Linked DNA regions of Salmo salar: region 2 is linked to region 1. Evidence: chromatin contacts called from public Hi-C data. All regions are on one chromosome and are shown on one strand. Each heading gives the region's core, a stretch centred on a gene start, on an enhancer-like site or on the middle of the called end of the contact. The rest is flanking DNA. Distances are from core to core; before and after follow the strand shown. Region 1 holds the start of LOC106580723 (mRNA decay activator protein ZFP36). Region 2 has its middle 15 kb from the start of LOC106580722.

The links. Hi-C and Micro-C count contacts between places; a contact is called where the count stands out from the background.
Region 2: a contact with region 1 is called in a Hi-C map of gill, with 2.2 times the contacts expected there. The contact joins the enhancer-like site here to the promoter of LOC106580723 in region 1. A contact is called at or near these places in 2 of 3 Hi-C or Micro-C datasets (gill and muscle).

What each region holds. Positions count from the first base shown.
Region 1 is chrssa20:50,432,407-50,437,173 of Ssal_v3.1, forward strand. LOC106580723 (mRNA decay activator protein ZFP36) reads left to right here and starts at 2,855. Exons shown (of 2, transcript XM_014162065.2): 1 at 2,855-3,001; 2 at 3,269-4,767. The coding sequence starts at 2,969. The coding sequence ends at 4,330.
Region 2 is chrssa20:50,469,770-50,474,630 of Ssal_v3.1, forward strand. No RefSeq gene overlaps it. Among protein-coding and RNA genes, the nearest start is that of LOC106580722, 15 kb to the right of the region's middle. Within about 2 kb of position 1,597, at least 3 of the 13 cell types and tissues checked have an H3K27ac peak or open chromatin away from gene starts, as enhancers often do. A contact at or near this core is called in gill, where this site is marked.

The sequences.
Region 1 (4,767 bases), core at 1,605-4,104:
GACATTTGATGACTGGGCCATTTGAGTCACTCCCAGGTCACTTCGCATAAGCGGTATCGGTGAATGATATTGTGGGTTAATGATTTGTGGAAATTGGGACAAAGGACATGGCATACGTGATTTTCAGTGGCAATCCACAATGCACAAAATGTGATTTCTGTATGCATTACATGGAGTTACATTTACAGTTTTGCTTTTACTCATCTATTTTCACACGTTGTTGGGCTGCTAATACAAGCTATAAAAGGTGCTTTAGAAAATGTAGCAATTTCAATTCTGTCAGATTTTTTTTGCATACATTTTGTAATAATTTCCCTAATTTATACCACAGCCACCCCCACCCCATGCACATGTCACCATGAGTGTTCATAAGGGGGTTCCTGCCTAAACATGCCTATTGGGATATCTGTAGTGTATAAATTGTACCTTTGTTAAGACTGGAAAGCCCCACTGGAAAGCTTGGCGTATCGCACATTGTTGCTCACTATAGAATGTCCCTTAGGGCTTAGCTAGTATGTATATTTGTGTGAGCATGTGTGTATGAGCAAGTATGCTGCGCACCTCCCAACTCACTAGGAGCGACTTTCCATACTCTTGGGACCAGGGAAGAAAATAAACTTGGAGAAAGATGCACACCACTTCACAGTTTGAGAAACCAAAGAAGTGGATTGGGAAACAAAATAGAAAAAAAGGGAAAGAAAAGGCAAGGAATAAAATATTTTCAATTTCTCATTAACCATTTTTAAATATAAGTTCCAACCAAATTTGACAAGGTAGTGGAAGCTTGGGGTTATTTTTAACTGGACATGAGTAGGCATGCCTGCTCTACCTGCTTCTGTGGCCGGGAGTTATGCTGCCTGCAATTGATGAAACTTGAGATTTTCAGGGCCCCATATGGACACGTAACACTGCTGTTGGGATAATGACATAATGTAAAGAAAAGGTACACTGTGACCACTAAGGTGGGAAACTGACATAATATGTCTTGGGAGGGAGGGACATAGAGTGTTTCTGCCTCAAGTTTGTGTTTCAGTTCCACATCCACCCCTTGGCTATATAGGCAATGAGGAGCTGGCTTACAGGAATATGTATACAGCAGTTACTACACATCATGATAGGCCAGTCTCTGCACCCATTTCCCCTCACATTGTCTCCATAATACAACCTTAATACTGAGTTAAACACAGGCTTTAAAGTTTAGGACACAACCAGATTATACAAAAACACTATCCAGTAACAACGGTGCTGAAGTCAATGTATAAGCATTTTGAGGGAGTGATAGGGTCCAAGTAAAATGAGCAGTTTCCTTATTAAACATTGAATAGTTGAAACCGTGTCCCTTCTGCCATTAGGTCGTTTGGCAATCAAATGACTAATTTGAAAGAGCTCAACGCACATCCAAGTGTAAGCATTTCAAAGTAAATATATTACTTTCTATCGCACTTCCTTGTTAGACTTATGAACTGTGTGACAACAAACCCACATGACAAATAGAGATACAGTCACCTCTAAGAACTGTAGATCAACTCAACATGGGACACTGTCACTGGATATATTTGGACTGGATATGTTTGTAAACCCTCTTAACTTCTTCAACTTGACACTATTTACATGAGCAAGTGTATCACAACTAATGTACCAAATACTCTCCGAATGTAGTCTACTAATCAAGACAAAGAGTGGGTTATTCCACACTTTAAAATCGGGCCATTCTTGCATCTACTTTATTGGTGTCGAGTTAATGCCAAAATGACTTATTTAGCCACACAAATTCAGATGCGTTTCTCACGCGTGTGAACAGTGCTATGTCAGGCAAGGGATAGACCCATGGTTTCATTGATGGTTAAATAGCAGAAACAGAAACATAGTCATTATCCAAGAGTTTCCTGCTATTGAGGGATTAGTAATCACATTGTCTGTTTACCATTGGGCTACCAGTAACACAGATGGAAAAAATACTTACATAACCTAATTCAGCCTTGTCATGGTACCACACATGACTTAGCAAACACTACATGATATCACAAATAGAAACTAAACCATATCCTTAGAGACCCTGTGTTTCAAGTCTAGACTGATTACTGGATAATGTTATTTGTTACAGTAAGATCATACTAAAGTCATTGCCTAAATGGATTCTGTCACCTGTCTTTACATTGTCATGTAAAATGGACATACAGATGGACATACAGATACATTTTAGGCCACCTTGTTAGATCTATAGTCTACATGACCACCATCCGGTCTCCAACTAAATGTAGTCTACATGAAATTGACCATGTCTGTTTTGTGCCAAAATGTGAGTGTAATTGTCTGAAGAGTGATTGAAAACATTGAGTTTAAATAATGCACATTGGCATATTTATTTCTATAGCCTAAGGGTATATAAATAACTATCTTTCCCTCCTTTGAGGGCTAGGCTATAACTGTTGGAAAATGAAAGTAAAGACTGGAAAATATATTATTAAAGACAGAATAAAAACAGAGAGCAGGTCTCACGCATAGAAACCAATGAGGAAAAAGTCTGGGGTGATTCTGGTAACAGCCTTGGGGGAAATGTGTCCAGCAACGAAGTAGTTAATCATAGCCTACTATCCCAAAACTAGTCGTCATCGTAACTTAAAATCGAATTGAACGTAGGAAAATAATGAACAAGTGGGTGACTATTTGTGTGCGTATTATGTAGCACTGTCTATATGATGCGTTTATGTTTGAATGTTGGTGAAACCGAAACAATACACAGCTGTTCAAAAATACAAAAACAGGGCTTTACGACAACCCTGGTTGCTGTGTATGAAACTTTACGGGAGTGGTGTCCGGGAAGATAGCACAGGAAACCCCGCCTGCCGCCCTAAATAAACTATAAAAGGCGAGTCCTGCAGTAACAGCGCAGCGCAATCGCCCGTGTCTTGCAGCTGAAAGTGACAGGCGAACTAAAACTTTTCAACGGACAAGAATACATAGAAGCATGTCAGATATGATCGACGATATTATCACGAGGGTAAGTTTTATTCACTGGGTTTATATTTATGTTCAGATCAGTAACATAAGCTATGGTTATGCATTTGGTGGGTAAAAAAAACACAATTAGACTATTTTATTAGTTGTTGGCTCCTTTCAACTTTGATTATATGTTGAAATATTCACAAAACATATTTAACGATTAAGCTTCTGAGGAGCAGAGCAGATGCTACAATTCTGCATCGTGAGTAGGCTATTACATGGTTATAACGTGATCATTTATTGACTGTTATATTTCTCTCCACAGAATCTAATCAATCTGGGTTTAGATGAACCATTCACCCAGAAACAAATTCAACCGATGTTACCTCGTCTCAACCGTTCAACTTCGTTCTTCTCACCAAAGAGCCATAGTCTAAGCTCTGAGCAATTGAACAATGATACCCCCTGGCCACTTGACATTTGGAGCAAGATGGCTCCAAGTCAACCACAGGTTTCCTTCAGACCTGACCGCTCCATGAGTCTGACCGAATCCAGTGTCCTCTCCTTCGGTAAAATGAAGACCCTGGATGAAGTGCCTCCACCGCCTGGATTTCCTCCACTGAACAGCCCGACACCTCTCCCTTCCAACCGTTACAAGACCGAACTGTGCCGTAGTTTCCAGGAGAACGGCAGCTGTAAATATGGGAGCAAGTGTCAGTTTGCCCATGGAGAGCCTGAGTTGCGTGGTTTGTACAGGCACCCAAAATACAAAACGGAGGCCTGCCGCACCTTTTACAACTTTGGCTACTGCCCATATGGAGCCCGCTGTCACTTCATTCACGAAGAGAAGCTCACCCCCTTAACCCAAAAGTTCCACAACCAAGCACTTGCTGATCAGAGCCCACGTCAGCTCCGTCAGAGCGTCAGTTTCGCAGGTTTCCTGAGATCACGCAGCTCACCCCCCCCTGCGCTCCACGACCCCCTTGGCTTCACCCGTGCTCCCTCGGTGTCACCACCCCCTGCGGACATTCTCTCCCCAGTGTTCAATGACACCCAACGCGACACATTTCAGTTTTGTCAGAGCCGACCCAGTGTTGGTGACATCCACAAAATCCCTATGATAGTTGAGCCACAGAAGCCCTCACGCTGCGTTTGTGGCCACGGAAATAACTCCCCAGACACTCTGAACAAATCGTACGCTATGGAGGACCGCAACAACATCTACATCACCCAGCAAAACCTCCAGCGCTTCTCTTCTGAAGATTCCCTCTCAGATCGGGATAGTTACACCAGCACAGGCAGCACCAGCGGTTCAGAGTCCCCCACATTTGATGGGGCTGGCAACAAGCGCCTCACCGTCTTTGCGCGTCTGTCACTCTCTGACTAGGAAACCCAAATCACATAGAGACAATCGAACACACGAACCTTGATCAACTGTGAAGGTTCTGCTTACACAAATCAGAAATCCTATCAATATGATGCGCATCAACACTTTATACTGTTTATTTATATTAGTAAATTACTTGCTCAGTGACATTTATTTGGTACTCAAACTTCTATCAAAATCTGTATATTTTTTATAATTATGAATATTTTCATTTAACTTTTCATCTTGTCTTCCATTAATTGCTTTCTTTAAAAATGACCTTGATCGTTATGATAGTAACAACGTTTTAAGTAGCTTTACCTGTCTCAATCAATATGAGAAGGACCTAGTAGCCTTACTTCGATTAGTCCTTTAAATATATGATCAACAAAAGACTCCCCTCCATTTAGTAAGCTGACAGAACTGTTTGTCAGGTCTGTTTATTCTGTTGGTATTCA
Region 2 (4,861 bases), core at 347-2,846, 36 kb after region 1:
AAATACAAGTAGTGATGAAGTCAATCTTTCTTCCACTTTGAGCCAGGAGAGATTGACATGCATATTATTAATATTAGCTCTATGTGTACATCTAAGAACCAGCTGTGCTGGCCTATTGTGAGCCAATTGCATTTTTCCTAGGTCCCTCTTTGTTGCACCTGACCACATGACTGAACAGTAGTCTAGGTGCGACAAAACTATGGCCTGTAGGACCTGCCTTGTTGATAGTGCTGTTAAGAAGTCAGAGCAACAATTTATTATGGACAGACTTCTCCCAATCTTAGCTACTGTTGTATCAATATATTTGGAGCATGACGATTTACAATCCAGGGGTACTCCAAGCAGTTTAGTCACCTCAACTTGCTCAATTTCCGCATTATTCATTATGAGAGGTAGTTTAGGTTTAAGGTTTAGAGAATGATTTGTCCGAAATACAATGCTTTTAGTTTTTGAAATATTTTGGACTAACTTATTTCTTTCCACCCATTCTGAAACTAACTGCAACTCTTTGTTAAGTGTTGGAGTCATTTCAGTAGCTGTAGTAGCTGACGTGTATAGTGTTGAGTCATCCACATACATACTGGCTTTACTCAAAACCATGTCGTTAGTAAAGATTGAAAAAGTATGGGGCCTAGACATCTGCCCTGGGGAATTCCTGACTCCTTCTGTTACGATAGAGAAAGAAACAAACTACTTATATACATACACAGAGTGTACAACACATTAGGAAAACCTTCCTAATATTGAGTTGCACCCTCTTTTGCCCTCAGAACAGCCTCAATTTGTCAGTGCATGGACTCATCAAGGTGTCAAAAGCGTTCCACAGGGATGCTGGCCCATGTTGACTCCAGTGCTTCCCACAGTTGTGTCAAGTTGGCTGGATATGGGTGGTGGATCATTCTTGATACACACGTGAAACTGTTGAGTGTGAAAAAAACAGCAGGTTGCAGTTCTTGACACAAACCGGTGCACCTGGCAGCTGCTACCATACCCTATTTAAAGGCACTTCTGTCTTTTGTCTTGCCCATTTACCCTCTGAATGGCACACATACACAATCCATGTCTCAATTGTCTCAATGCTTAAACATCCTTATTTAACCTGTCTCCTCCCCTTCATATTCACTGATTGAGGTGGATTTAACAAGTGACATCAATAAGGGATCATTGCTTTCACTGGATTCACCTGGTCAGTCTATATCATGGAAAGAGCAGGTGTTCTTAATGTTTTGTACACTCAGTGATAACACAAGGCAATACATGTTTTTTTTTGTATTTCCTATACTCAGTCTCCGACCTATTCTGGGAATCAAGTGCAGTCTAGTAGAGCTGGCAGAGGGACAGGATGGTAGTTTTGTTGGGTGTGAAGCTGAATGACGTATTCCACAGCCCGGGAGTGACAGAGGGATAGCTGTATGGTGGAGCAGGGGAACGGACATGCTTTGGTCTGCTGGGGAGACAAGGTTCCTATGAACCAGCAGGAATAAGGAAAATAATCAGAGGAAGGAGTGGAAGAGAAGGTGGAGAATGGGCTTGCCTCAATGGATGATTGACCTATTTCGTAATATGGTTTGTAACTCTGTAGAACTGAAAGAAAAATCTGTCACACGCACTTTTCACAAATTAGGGGAACCATTTGAAGGAAGTGATTACAGGAAACAGTGTAGCCCAAAAACATAATGTTCCCGACACACACGCACGCACGCACGCACACACACACACACACACACACACACACACACACACACACACACACACACACACACACACACACACACACACACACACACACACACACACACACACACACACACACAGGGGTTGGAGAGTTAGGGGGATTTAATAGACATTTGTTTTGAATTGGGTATCTCAGTTCTCAATACAGAAATAACCAGGACAAAACCAATGTTAGTGTAGACTGTACACATCGTAAACTATTAAAGATAATCACTGGTTGTTTTGTGTATTGTAGGTTAGGGTTCAAAATGTGTAACAATCAAGTTAAGCTTCCAGTTCGTTATTCAAGCCTCCTGTTTTGTACCTCTTACACTGTGATAATGTGATATTTATAAAATGTATCTATCTTTGGTGAACACATAATTACTCACAGTTAAGTCTTGGCCTACTTTGGGTCACATGGCAAATTTGCAATAACACAAAGATATCACTCAGTAATAATTGAATTAACTAATGGCTCCCTTTCTCAAGAGTTGCTACAGATCTTGTTAAGATGTTTGTCCCATGGGGCAGACAGTCCTATATAAGGTATGGGGAGCCAATGAACACATGTCTGAAGGCTGTTTTCTCTACGTATATTTTCCATTGTAATTTTCCATTCTGGTTCAATAATACATGAGAATACATGATGAATGGCAATACTTAGTAAGGGGCTCAAGACAAAGATAGTATATCCTCTTTGGAAAGAAATGAAGAGAAAGATGTCAACTAAAATGATAGAATATCATCAATATCCATGATCACGCTCAATATTTTGTACAGTTGTCTGGATACACAGCATTGCATACAACTGTTAAAAATACAGAAAATGCATTTTAGGATTATAACACATTGCAACGCAAATACCAAACCAGTTGCGCCCGCACAAGTCCTGTCACAACCTGTGATGTATGTCTATGATTTTAAAGGTGAATTAGCTAAAATCATGATTTGCTGTCAGTTTTGCCCCGGCAGCAGCAGACACTGAGCTTGACTCACAGTGCCCCTACTATTCCCGCTAAACATAATGACCTAGTTCGCTACTAAGGAGTTGGATCAGCAGTAGCTCTCAGTGCTAAATGACTATTTGACATGTTTCAGTTTACACAGTGACACACTCCTGTCCAAACAACACATCTGCCCAGCCAAGCATTATTGCCTTTGCTAGGCAGTGCTAGACTTACATCACTAGCTTACACAACCCAGGCCATCTTCACAATGAACTAGGTGGTTTCCCTGTGCTGGAGACGTCTCTAAGATACCATTGTTTTGACACAATACATCATCACATACTGTCATGACTATGAAGAGTTGCTGCCAAACGGAGATACATTTGGTATCTATTAGTTCATAAATGTATGATCGTCCAAGTCATTCAGATTGCCATGTAAGGACTGTAAGTCCAGGAGCCCAAGAAAGTTAAATGCCTGGGAGAGTCTGACATCTCTAAATAAGGGCTTCATTCGGAAATATTAAAGCCACGTAGGGTCTTTTAGTGTGTTTGTCAACCCACACACATCTGAAAACACACTCACCATTCCACACATCCAACCCCTGACACTTTATTTCTCCAAGGTAAAAAACATTACCCCATAAAGGAGTTCGGTCAATTCATAAAAATATTTGCTACAGTGCGTAAACTAGGCTGAAACATACAAAAAGAGTTGAAGCACACGTCTAATAGCTGAGCAATGTCTTCAAGGTTTCACAAACATTCTCACGCTTGACACAACCTACCTTTTGTTATCAATGGAGTGGGCCTTGTTTTGTTTTTTAAACACCCACATTTTAACCTAACAACCCACTGGGCAAAATCTGGTTGAATCAATGTTGTTTCCATGTCATTTCAACCAAAAAAATCATTGTGATGACGCTGAATCAACGTGGAAAACTGATTGGATTTGCAAAAAGTCATCAACATAAGGGAATGAAAATAAATGTTTTACCTAACCTTTAACCTAAATCCAATGACAGGGTGAAATGTTTGGTTGATTTTGCATTAGTTGACAACTCAACCAAATGTAAATCCTAACTAGATGTTGAACTGACGTCTGTGCCCAGTGGGAAACTTCATTGCTTGTGCTATCAGCCACTTTCTTTACAAAATACATTGGCCACCTCTATAGTAAACTCTAACAAATTACACTAGAGGGTAAGGTTCATACAACTGTTTATCCTCTGTTCATTTTTACAGTGTGGCATAAAATGTACCATCCTCCCAAATCTGAAATCCACCTTTAAAGAAGGGCATGTTGACAAAAAGCTTGCATTTACCCAGGTTACTGTGTACAGACATATCTTACACAACTGGGAAAAAGCAGTGTGGGAGCGTTCTAACTGACTCGGGGTAAATCTAACTGACAACAAGGTGCGTTGCAAAACCCACAGATGTTTTTATAAGCATTTAGGGAACAAAATTGTGCAATTTATTCTCTTGTCAGAGTGCCTGCAGCAATGGGACAAATCCACACATGAAGTAAGAGGAGTCAGAGCCACAAAAACAGAAAGAAAAGCTGAGCTTTCCCCACTCCTCCCGCTCCAACCCCACCGTCACCAGAGAGATGTAAACTCTAAGAGGCCTGTGGGAAACGGAGCTGGCGTGAGAGAACCACAAAGGTGGCCATTCAGAACAGAGCTGCCCTGTGAGCCCCCGCTCTCGTAATCTCCACACACACACACACACACACACACACACACACACACACACACACACACACACACACACACACACACACACACACACACACACACACACACACACACACACACACCTTAGCCTAGCCCTAGCTGCATCTCTTTGTGCAAACTATGTGGGCAAGGTCAAAGTCAACTCCTGTAAATTCAGGAAATCTTTTCAAGTACGGTACAGGTCATGGACGGAAAGTTACCCATAATATGAGGATATTTCAAATCATGAATTTGTTACCCAAGATGGATGGATCTGAGGGTTCTGGTTCACCTAATCTGCATCTTACAGTAAATACCCTCCTCTACCCCCTTAGGCTAAACACATAATTAAAAAATAGAACACTACGCTGAGTGTACAAAACATTAGGAACACCTACTCTTTCCTTGACATAGACTGACCAGGTGAATCGAGGTGAAAGCTATAATCCGTTATTGATGTCGCTTGTTAAATCTACTTCAA